Linked DNA regions of Bos taurus: region 1 is linked to region 2. The links are chromatin contacts, called in public Hi-C maps. All regions are on one chromosome and are shown on one strand. Each heading gives the region's core, a stretch centred on a gene start, on an enhancer-like site or on the middle of the called end of the contact. The rest is flanking DNA. Distances are from core to core; before and after follow the strand shown. Region 1 has its middle 78 kb from the start of PERP. Region 2 has its middle 170 kb from the start of TNFAIP3.

Evidence for each region. Hi-C and Micro-C count contacts between places; a contact is called where the count stands out from the background.
Region 1: a contact with region 2 is called in a Hi-C map of liver, with 4 times the contacts expected there. The contact joins two enhancer-like sites. A contact is called at or near these places in 3 of 11 Hi-C or Micro-C datasets (liver, skeletal muscle and an unstated tissue).

What each region holds. Positions count from the first base shown.
Region 1 is chr9:75,846,298-75,851,703 of ARS-UCD2.0, forward strand. No RefSeq gene overlaps it. Among named protein-coding and RNA genes, the nearest start is that of PERP, 78 kb to the right of the region's middle. Within about 2 kb of position 2,909, at least 14 of the 102 cell types and tissues checked have an H3K27ac peak or open chromatin away from gene starts, as enhancers often do. A contact at or near this core is called in liver, where this site is marked.
Region 2 is chr9:75,568,709-75,574,634 of ARS-UCD2.0, forward strand. No RefSeq gene overlaps it. Among named protein-coding and RNA genes, the nearest start is that of TNFAIP3, 170 kb to the right of the region's middle. Within about 2 kb of position 3,668, at least 3 of the 102 cell types and tissues checked have an H3K27ac peak or open chromatin away from gene starts, as enhancers often do. A contact at or near this core is called in liver, where this site is marked.

The sequences.
Region 1 (5,406 bases), core at 1,659-4,158, 280 kb after region 2:
CTCTGTTTTTCCTGTTACAAGAGGGTAGAAGCTCTGAGGCATTTTTCTTGCTGCATAGTAATGCTCAGGGATATTGATTTAACCTGCCTCTGAATGTGGTTCACAGCAACAGTGAGATAAGATCAGACTTTAGAGTGAGGAAGACTCTAGGGTGCCTTCCAGGGAGAAACAGGCCCACCCAGCAAGGCTGGATGATCTGTGGCTTGTCTAATGGCAGTCCTGGAATCCGAATCCTGTTATCCCGATAAGCAGTTCCAAGAACTCTCTGAGAGGAAAGATGGAGAGATGGCCACTACCTTTGGTATAAACACTGGATGTGATAAGGGTTTGGAGGATGAGTGTAAGTCTGGTCCCTGATGCCTCCCTTAGTGAAAGTGAAGGTGTTCGTTGCTCAGTTGTGTCTGACTCTACAACCTCATGGACTGTAGCCCACCAGACTCCTCTGTCCATGGGATTCTCCAGGCAAGAATACTGGAGTGGGTTGCCATTTCCTACTCCAGGGAATCTTCCCCATGGATGGAACCTGGATCTCCTGCACTGCAGGCAGATTCTTTACCATCTGAGCCACCAGGGAAGTCCCTTAGTGAAAGCATGAGCTTTCACCCTATGCTTTGGGAGTTTACCCTGAGTTCTGTGGTTCTCTTTGTTCAGAAGCTTTCAATGTTCCACTCTATGCCTTTGTGGTTTGGGGAAAGCCATTCAAAGTGATTTTGGCGTGCTCTGAAACAAGGAAAAGGGAAAGAAAACTAATCTTTACATTTCCAGGTTTTATACCCACTCTATAAAACATCTGTTTCTCTCCCTAATTCAAAATGAGGAAATGTAGCCAGAGAACTTAAGCAACAGGGCCTGTGGGGAAACGAGCTCTGAGGACTGTGGTCCCCCAAGGTGCCAGCCTCCATCTCTAGGGAGGGGGTGCGTCAGCCCTGGGAACTGGAGGGAGGAGCTCTTAGGAGACCCTGGGGATGCTGGAGACCTGCCTGTTGTTGATGGTAAATTCAGCCTTGGGAATTAGCTAAAGGCAGAAGTTTCCATCGCCCAGATGTGATGCTGTGATTTCTAATAAGAAATACATCTTTGGCTTTGTCCTGGTTCCTAGCACAGAGCTCCTGAAACTCTTGTAAATTCCTAAGTGGTAAGTACACTAAGGGGGCTTCCCTGGTGTCTCAGACCGTAAAGAATCTGCCTGCAATGCAGACCTGAGTTCGATCCCTGGGTCAGGAAGATCCCCTGAAGAAGGGCATGACTATCCCCTCCAGTATTCTTACAAAGAGTTGGACAAGATTGAGTGACTAACCCTTTCACTTTCAAGAACACTAGGAGCATCTCTTGTGCTAATGAGGAGACTCTGAGAGCACTCCTGGGATGGGGGCTGGTCACCAGAAAGACCAAGTCATGATTAGATGCTCGGCATTTTCAGCCTCATCCTCTCAACCACACCTCTCTAGAAAGAGAAGAGGGCCTGGAAATGGAGTGAAGGTGCCATCATGCCTATATGATGAAGCCTCCAGGAAAATCCCAAAGTAAGGGGTTCAGAGAACTTCCCGGGTGGTGAACACATCCCTGTACCAGCTGGTGATGCATCCCAACTGCACGGGGACAGATGCTCCTGAATCCACGACCCTTCCAGAACTCACCCTATGTAGCACTTCATCAGGCTGCTCATCTGTACCCTTTAACAAACTAGTAAACAGAAGTGTTTCCCTGAGTTCTGTGAGCTGTTCTAGTAAATAATCAAGTCCCAGGGGGAGAAGATCAGGTATGTAGCCGTGAAGCTGTGGAAACCCAATGACCTCCACTTGCATTTGGCTTCGATGTGGGAGAAGGGGAAGTCTGTTGGGACTGAGCCCTTCACCTGTGGGGTCAGACGCTACCTCTAAGTAGACAGTACAGAACTGAGTTAAATCGTAGGACCCCCAGATGGTGTCACAGAAATTGCTCAGTATGGGAAAACCTGATTCCCATTTCATGTCAGAAGTGTGGTGAGAGACACACAGGAAGGAAGATTGGATAGTTTTCTAAGCCACCATCCCAAGCTGGAACCCATCCAGAAATCGAACCACAGTTACGCCAACTGTGTTGGGATTCTAGAAATTCTGTATTATGCCAGTTTTAGTTATCTGTGATCTATTTGTAGTCCTATACATTTGTGATATGCAATTTTGTTGTTGTTCAGTCACCAAGTCATGTCCGACTCTTTGTGACCCCATGGACTGCAGCACGCCAGGCTTCCCTGTCCATCACCATCTCCCAGAGTTTGCCCAAATTCATGTCCATTGAATCGGTGATGCCATCCAACCATCTCATCCTCTGTCACCCCCTTCCCCTCCTGCCTTCAATCTTTCCCAATATCAGGGTCTTTTCCAGTGAACCAGCAGTTTGCATCAGGTGGCCAAAGTATTGGAGCTTCAGTAAGTGTTTTAAAATCAAAAGGACCTGGGGAGCTTTCTTCAGAGATGACTAGGAAGGGAGGGACCCAGGAGGGGGCGCTGGCCTGGCCCTCAGGGGACAGGAAGGGCTGGGAAAGCAGGCTGAGTCACTGCAGGCTGAAATCAAGAAGGAACAAACCAAGGGACCCCAGAGATGTGTGCTTGACAAGAGGCTATAAGCTGAGTAAGAAGTAGAGAATCGGACAAAGTCCTCTGACGGGTGTGGGGCTGGAGAGGGAGGAAGTGGGCCTCACACCTGGGTGGGAACAACTCGTCAACCTGTCAAAACCTATTTCCCATCAAGGGAAGGCTGGCCGCTTCCCAGCTGGCATGGTGAATGGTGTGTACTGATTGTAAAGGGTGAGGGTCAGGCTTGGAGAGCATCTTGGAGAGGGTACTTGTTTCAAGGCCACAGGGACGGACAACCAGAGAAAGTTGCTGCTGTCTGTCACTGGTTCTCTGTGGATTAGTGGTTACCAGCCTGGGCTGTTGGTACAAAGGTAAGTCAGAGTCAGCAAAAGCAATAGACTTTACATCACAGATAAGCCTTGTACTCTTGGTGAAATTATTGCACAATACACTGTACCTGAAACGGAAATGACTTTTGAGGCCCGCCTGTCCCTCCCGGCAGGAAGGAGTGAGAATTGAGCCCCACAACACTCTACCTCCGCTTCCGTAGATAAACTCCCCTGCTCCCACCCTCCATGCTCTTTCTTACACTTGCCTGGCCAAACCCCACCCTGGTTAACCCCACCCTCTATCACTCTGTGCCTGCAGCCCTACCCCCACACAGGGCTGGAAAAAACACTCCACCGTGGCAGCTGGTCTTATTTTAAATTCCTGGCAGCAGATATCTGAGATTCTGCTAGGCCCATCCTAGCCCAAGCAGTTCTGTCATATTTCCCAAGTCAGCTCACTCCTGTGACCTTGTAGATGACGTCACGCATCTTCTCTCCTCTTCAAACTTCCATCACATTCTCCCCCTTCCTGACTCTGCTAAAGTGCGTCCATTTTATGGTGAAAGTTGAAGCAACCAAAAGAGAAATTCCACACCCTGTTATCTCCACATTCACCCAGCCACCCCACCTGCCTCGGTGCTCGAACCATTTGCCTTCCCTCTGTAACTCTGGAGGAGCAGCCCGTGATCATTAGATCAATAAAACCAATTTAGCACATTATGTCCCATCCCTTTTCACCTACTCAAGGACACCATGGCCCACTTGATCTCATGCACCACTCATTTCCCTCCTCTCTTAGCCCAGTCCCAACAGCATACAAACATGCTATAATAGCTCCCATGTCACACACACATCTTCTGAAATCTACTTTCCCCTCCAGTTATTATCCCACTTGTCCCTTTTCTTTTAGAGCAAAATGCCTTAAAGAGTTTTTAATCCTTTGTGATCTCCACTTCCATTCTTCCCATGCTCTCTAGAACCCACTCCAGTCAGACTTCTGCCTGACTCTCCCACTGCAAGAGTTCTGGGCAAAGACAGCAACCGGCACACGGTCAAGCCCCAGGGTCACTGCATAGTCTTTTTTGTCTCATCCATTAGCAGTATCTGTTGTTCCTCTCTCCCTTCTTGAAACACTAACTTCATTTGGCTGGTCAATCATGACTTCCTCTTGGTTTTCCTCTGAATGCACTGGCCTCTTTTTATTGTCCACTGAACTTCATCCTCTCATGAACTCTGGATGTGGGGAGTGCCCCAGGGTGTAGTCCTCTGACCTTTTTTCAGCTCAGACTACATTCACTTCCTCAGCTTTCAGTGTGACTCTGGCCAGCAACTCCTGTACCGACATCTCTAACCAGACTCTCCCCTGAATTCCAGGATCCGGAATCTATCTGCTGGACACCTCTGATAACCCATGGACAGTGCTTCAGCAGTTGGCCTCCAGAATCTATTTGTGATGGAAGCCTAGCCCTTCCACTTAGCAGATGCAGGAACAGAAAAGTGTTGACGTATTAAGTGTGACTGCTGGTCTTGAAAAGGCTTCTTCGTGAGGTTGATCCTTGGTTGGTATCTAGCAACCTGGATTTTGAGATTGTTTACTCCATTTCCCAAATTGATAAGAGTGCCTCCTGTCCCTGAACTGGGCAAGCAGTACAGTTAATGCTGAATATCTGCTTTCCTTCTGGGAGCCTGGAATTTGTACACATGCTGGGCAGAGATCATCTATACGACCAGCCTCCAATAAGTATCCAGGCACTGAGTCACTAATGAGCTTCCCTGGGAGTCACTTCACATGTGTTTTCACCACTCATTGTTGGGGACATTAAGTGCATCCTGGGTGACTGTACCAGGAGGGGACTCTCGGAAGCTTGTGTCTGGTTTCCCCTCAACTTTGTCCTCTGTGCCTTTTTCCTTTGCTTATTTTACTTGGTATCTTTTCACTATAATGGATCACAGCCATGAGCATGACTGCATGCTGAGTCCTGTAAGTCGTCCTAGCAAATCACTCAACCTGGGGTAGGTCTCAGGGATGCCCAACATACATATGTCTCTGAACTAGTCACTTCATCTTCTTGTGCTTTGGTTTCCTCATCTGTAAAGTGGGAATAATAATAGCATCCAATCCCAGGGACAGAGGAGCCTGGTGGGCTGCCATCTATGAGGTCACATAGAGTTGGACACGACTGAAGCGACTTAGCAGCAGCATGTGAGGTTTATACAAGTGAATACACATAAAGAACTTAAAACAGTGTCTGACTGATGGTAAACACAAATATTATGTCATCTCAAACATAAGTATCTAAGAATGTACAGTTAGGTAAGATGAGAGCCAGGGTAAGAAGCTGAATATCTCTGATTTTTTGGTTTTACTGTGGACATTATGCTCCTGTCATGTCTCAAACATTTAAATTACACTGGACTCCATATGCATTCAGCTATCTGGAATAATTCAATTCTGTAAGCCATCTGTTGGTTTACCTATAGAGACAGTGATTAGAAGTTCATCACTCAGTTTGTTTTCT
Region 2 (5,926 bases), core at 2,418-4,917:
AAATCTCAATACAACTTTGACAGGATATTTGTTCATGAAACAAATATTTCAAGAGTATGTGATTAAAACTTGTTTGACGGTGAGTAAAGTAAGGAAAAGAAAAAGCTACCCTGAGAACTTAGAGAAGAAATATGACCGTTTCCAGAAGAGGTGATCTCCACAGTTTCAGAATGAGTACTCTCCTCAGCCCTACACCGGCAGGCTGGAGAGGGATGGGCAGGCATCCGGCAGGACAGGGGCTGTTGGATCTGGCTTTCACTTTCTTCTTCCTTTCCTGTTCCAAGTCATCGGTCCCCACCCCATCCTAGTGCAATTCACACATTATTTGGTTTAATCCCCATGGTTTTCAGGATTTCATTCATTTTTGGACAATTTTTAATACTTAGAAAGTGTTCACTTTGTGTTAAGCACACATCTAGGTTCTGAGATACATCTGTGAAGAAAACAGATGAAATTTCTTGTGTTCACAGCATTTCCATCCTAGTTGGGTGAGACAGATGATCAACAAAATAAATAAAACATGTGATGTTCTAGAAGGCAGTAAGGTACCTTCTAGCGGTATTGTTTGAGAGTACTTAATTCTGCTGTGTGTGTGTGCATGCTTAGTTGCTCAGTCGTGTCCGACTCTTTTGCCACCCCACGGACTGTAGCCCACCAGGCTCCTCTGTCCATGGGATTCTCCAGGCAAAAATACTGGAGTGGATTGTCATTCCCTTCTCCAGGAGATCTTCCCGACCCAGGGATTGAACCCTGGTCTCCTGAATTGCAGGCAAATTCTTTACCATCTGAGCCACCAGGGAAACCATTGCGAGTTTTAATTAATTTAATAAATTATGTGATTCAATCATCTTAATTCAACTTGTGAGCCTTTCTGTGAGAGCTTGCCTAGTTGTGACCTTAGAGGTTGTCACAGCCATGAAATAATTTTCCATGTGACAAAAATGAAAAGTAATTTAGCATCAAAAATAGAGCACAGAAGGGAGATGGGGGGTAGTTTAAGAAAAATCTGATTGAGAAGGTGACATTTGAGCAACGACTTGAAGGGGTTGAAGGAGCAAGACAGGCAGATAGCCATCCTCAGGAAGATCAGTCCAGACATGGGAACTGTATATACAAAGAGCCCCAGTTGTGAGCTTTTCTGGCAAGCTCCAGGGACAGTAAGGAGGCCTGCCAGAAGTTAAGTGAGAGACAGCACAGAGATTGTCCCAAGAGGCCCTGTAGATCCCTATGAGAATTTTGGCTTTTTACTCTAAAATGATTATCTTCCCTGGTGGTTCAGTGGTAAAGAATTGCCTGCTGATGCATGAGATGAGGATTTGATCCCTGGGTCAGGAAGATTGCCTGGAGGAAGAAATGACAACTCCCTCCAGTATTTTTGTCTGGGAAATCCCATGGACAGAGGAGCCTGGCATCCTACAATCCATGGTATAGCAAAAGAGTGGGACACAACTTAGTGACTAAAGAGCAAAAACTAAAATGATTGCCACTGGGAGGTTTCGGATAGGAGAGAGGTTGGATTTACGTTTAACATGATCAGTCTGGTTGCTGTATACTAGAAAGGAGCAGAGTCGGGGCAGGGAGGTCATTGCAGGGCAGGAGACGATTGCAATGATCCAGGCAGAAGGTGATGGTGGCTCAGACCCAGATGGTGCCAGTAGTGCTGGTAAGACGTGATAAGCCTCTGGATATGATTTGGAAGCAGAGCTAACCGAGTTGGCTATCAGATTAGATGTGAGAACTGAGAAGGGAAGGAATCAGTGGTGAATCCAAGGATTTAAACCTTAGCCACTGGAGGTAGAGATACCATTAACTGTAGGAGGAGAAAATTGGGAGAAGTTAGTATCTTTTTACTGAAGAAGGAACTGAAACTTAAATAGAAAGTGAGTTGTTGGAGCCAAGAATCAACTCAAGTAAGATCATGTTTCCAAGCTCACCTCTCTGTCTCTCAGCCTAAAGCATATTTAAGAAAGAAACAGAAAGGAGTACACAGGGAGAGGGGCTAGACAGGGCTCCCCACCATCCTAGGACCTCCCTGGTGGCTCAGATGGTAAAGCGTCTGCCTACAATGTGGGAGACATGGGTTCAATCCCTGGGTCTGGAAGATCTCCTGGAGAAGGAAACCCACTCCAGGATTCTTGCCTGGAACATCCCATGGACGGAGGAACCTGGAAGATTACAGTCCATGGGGTCGCAAAGAGTGGGACACGACTGAGCAACTTCACTCTCACTTTCACTTTCCCCACCATCCAAAAGCAGAATGCTCCTATGAAAACTTTCATAAGCCAAAATGGCATAAAGTGCAGATGCGATTACCTTAGGACACATCATGCCGATGGATGCACAAAATAAATTGAGATAAAGCACAGGTGCTCACTGACACACTTCATAGCTACGGCAGCTTGATGCTGAGACGCCAAGAGTAGTGTCCAGGGAAGGTGCTTGGAAGTGCCACTCCCATTGCTTACAATGCCCACTGTCTCTACAATGGCTCACTGCAAAACAAACGCTGAATGCTATTTTCACTTTTCGTCGTTTTTCTTAAAAGCAAAAATCCTTGTTGAATTTCTTTCAGTTAGCAAAGACGGGTACCATTGTAGGTCTTTCATAAAAGCAAAGTGGCATAAAATGAACTTCTGAAAAGTGGGGCATACCTGTATACAGAGAGCAGCTTGTTCTGATTGCCATGGGGAATCAAAGATTTCATAGAGGAACACTTACAGCATGGCCTCTAAGGGTGACCAGCTCTGGAGATGGGAGGAGATTCCAGAGAGAAGGTGGCATGCACAGAACTGAGACAGAGAAAATGTAGGGAAAACTCAGAGTCACCAAGTCAGCACATCCGAGGGCTGGGTTACACCATTTCAACCATTTTACTTTAGCTCAACATTTGGCTTAAATATCTTCGGACCTCAATTTCTCTTCCATACAGATCCAGAGCATTATGCAGAATTAGAAAGAGTGAGGTTTTATTTTCCAGGTGAGAGGGAATCGTTCAAACAGATTTTGCTTCCTGTGCTTCTGGGCACTGCTAGTCTGAAACAGCAATTAGAGACAGGTAACTCCTGCTTCCTCAGCGATGGCAAGCAGATATCCCAGGTCAGATGCTGAAATTATTTGTAAACATGAAGGTTATTTGATACCCTGAACTCAGCACTTCTTGGTTTTTATAGTGCACAAGAATCATGCAGAACCAATTCTGATTTCACGAGTCTGAAATGGGGCCAGACTTGAGAGTCTGCACTTCTATCAAATCCCCCAGTGATGCTGCTGCAGCTGTTCTGTGGACCATTTCTGAGGAACCAGACCTCAGCGATTTGTAAAGTGCCCCAAAGCCAAGATTACACAATGGAAAGGCCTAGAAATGAGGACCTTTGGAGTCTAGCCTGGATGTTAAGTAAATATCATCTATCAGACATTTAACTTATTTTGAAGAAGGGAAAGGTATCAAGTTCAGCTAGTGAAACTAGGAAATATTAAATTCAGGAAAACCAGAAGGGCATCTTCAGACGTTAAGAACTTGAGGAGAAAAAGACAAAATGAAGAGGAAGAAATTGCAGAATATTTGCCTCCCTTCTATCTCCAGAGCAAGAAAAGCCACAAATCCACAGGAATAGCAGGAAGAGCCTGCTGGGCTTTGATCACATGGAGCAGAGGGAAAGTTTGACACTGGCCTGGGCATGGGTGACCCCTGCGACCTTTGTGATGGGTGCCACTCCCAAAGTAGGAATGCTGTAAAGGCAAGAACCACTTGAAAATGAAATGAGTGGTAACTAGAGGTGGAAAAGCTTGTTGCCTAGGCAGTTGTTCTTTGAGAAAGTTCCCATAGGTATTTGGGACATGTTTGTGTAGCGAGGGTGAGGTCGTAAGAGGAAGAATTTAATTATGTAAAACGATTTCAGGGCGGTTCAGAGCTTCTGCGTGGCGTGCCCGTGTGACTGTTGTCAGTGACAGCTTCAGGTATGCTGTCAGTAACACTGAGGGATGGAGGAATCCGTGCTGCCTCTTTTGCTGTCTTGTCTTCTGCTATCACCGCACGGAAGGAAATCTACAGCTCCATGGCTCCTGCCACCTGTTACTATGCAACTGTGGGCCATTAACCAAATTTCAGAGTCATTGTCTCATCCACATGGTGAGTGGTTCTCAACACAGACCAGCAGTTACAGGCCTGGACTTGGGAGCCAGACTTCCAAGGTTGCAAGCATCATCCTTTGTAGCTGTGGGCCTTGGAAAGTTATTTACCCTCACTGTGCCTCAGTTTCCTCGTCTCTGCAAATGAAAATATGAGTGGTACTTACCTCAGGTCATTGTTTTGAGGATTAATTGAGTTAAGAGTTGCAAAGTGCTTAGACAGGGCTAACACAGTAAGTAGGATACAGGTATGAGGACTCACAGACCCTTAGAGGTCTATGGACATCTTTTGCAAAGGACCGAAGTATTTTCTACATCTTCACCTTAACTCCAGGTTGTTAGTATTAGTTCATCTTAGGTCATCCGGATAACCACCTCATAACTGAGGACTGACTTGCTATTTCAAGGCTCTCATTGCACGTGAGTGCTGAATGGAGAAAACCTCTTAGGAGTTTTAGTAGAAAAGTGGTGGCAGATGCTAGGCACCTCTCTGCTCACAGCGGAAGCAGCAGGCTGAGTTTTGAGACTTGGTTTGGGGACAACGAGTTCCATTGTCCGTGACAAGTTGATGGTGAGTCTAGACGACACCTTTGCACTACTTGTTTACATAGTTGTGAACACAGAATGAAAACATTTTATTCCCATTTCTGGCAGTAATCAGTCTAAATGCCTGCTTCTTATAGCCAAAATTGCTGCAGTCCAAGCCTATCTTCAAGTGAATCAGACAGCTTTCTAGAATTACAGGAGTCCCACTTTTCCATGGTCTCTCTTTCCTTGGTTTGTTACTCTTGGTCAACCATGGTAGAAAATCTTAAATGAAAACTTTCAAAAAGTAAACAATTCACAAGTTTTAAACTGTACTCCATTCTGAGAAGTGTGCTGAAATCTCGTGCCACTCCCCTCCCTCCTGCCTGAGACGTAAATTATCCCTTTGTCTACTGTACCCCTCTCAAACATATTATTTCCATTTCTATTGATGCATTTCAGAGAAATAAATCCTGTATTAATGTGTAGATTGGCCCATAATATCTTGCTGCTAAATCTTGTGATTTATTTTTGAGAACCCATGAGAGTTTTTCTTTTACTTCCCAAAGAGACATCCATTTTGTATTTCATGAAATGTGCACATGTTATAGATTATAATGACTTGCTTGTTTAGCAAATAATAACTGAGAGCTCAGCATGGACCCAACCCAATGCTAAGTGACCAACCAAAAAAGCTATGGCCCCTGACATCATGGAGATTACAATCTCATGAGAAGCAAGACATAAATATATAAACATATAAACACAAGGATATTCTATGAGGAAGAATTCTATGAGAACAGGGGCAGGAGCATAGGAACTTAATTTAGTATGTAAGTTTAGAAAGGGGCTTCCCTCATGGCTCAGATGGTAAAGAATCTGCCTGCAATGCAGGAGACCTGGGTTTCATCCCTGCGTCAGGAAGATCCCCTGAAGAAGGGAATGGCTTACCTAATCCAGTATTCTTGCCTGGAGAATCCCATAGACATAGTGGCCTGACGGGCTACAGTCCATGGGGTCCCAGAGAGTCAAACACAACTGAGCAGCTAATACTTGAGGGAGTAATATTTGAACTAAGACCTAAAGAATGCTTTCAAAAGTCAAGTGATGGATGGGTGGAAGGATTTCTTGGCAGAATTGAAAGTAAAAGTCTGTTACTCAGTCATAGAGAAGGCTGCAAAATGGAAAAGAACTTGGCATGGTAGAGAAGTAATTGGAGGCTCAACAAGACTAGAGCACAGTGAGAGCTCTCCTTGAGGCTGGGGAGAAGCCA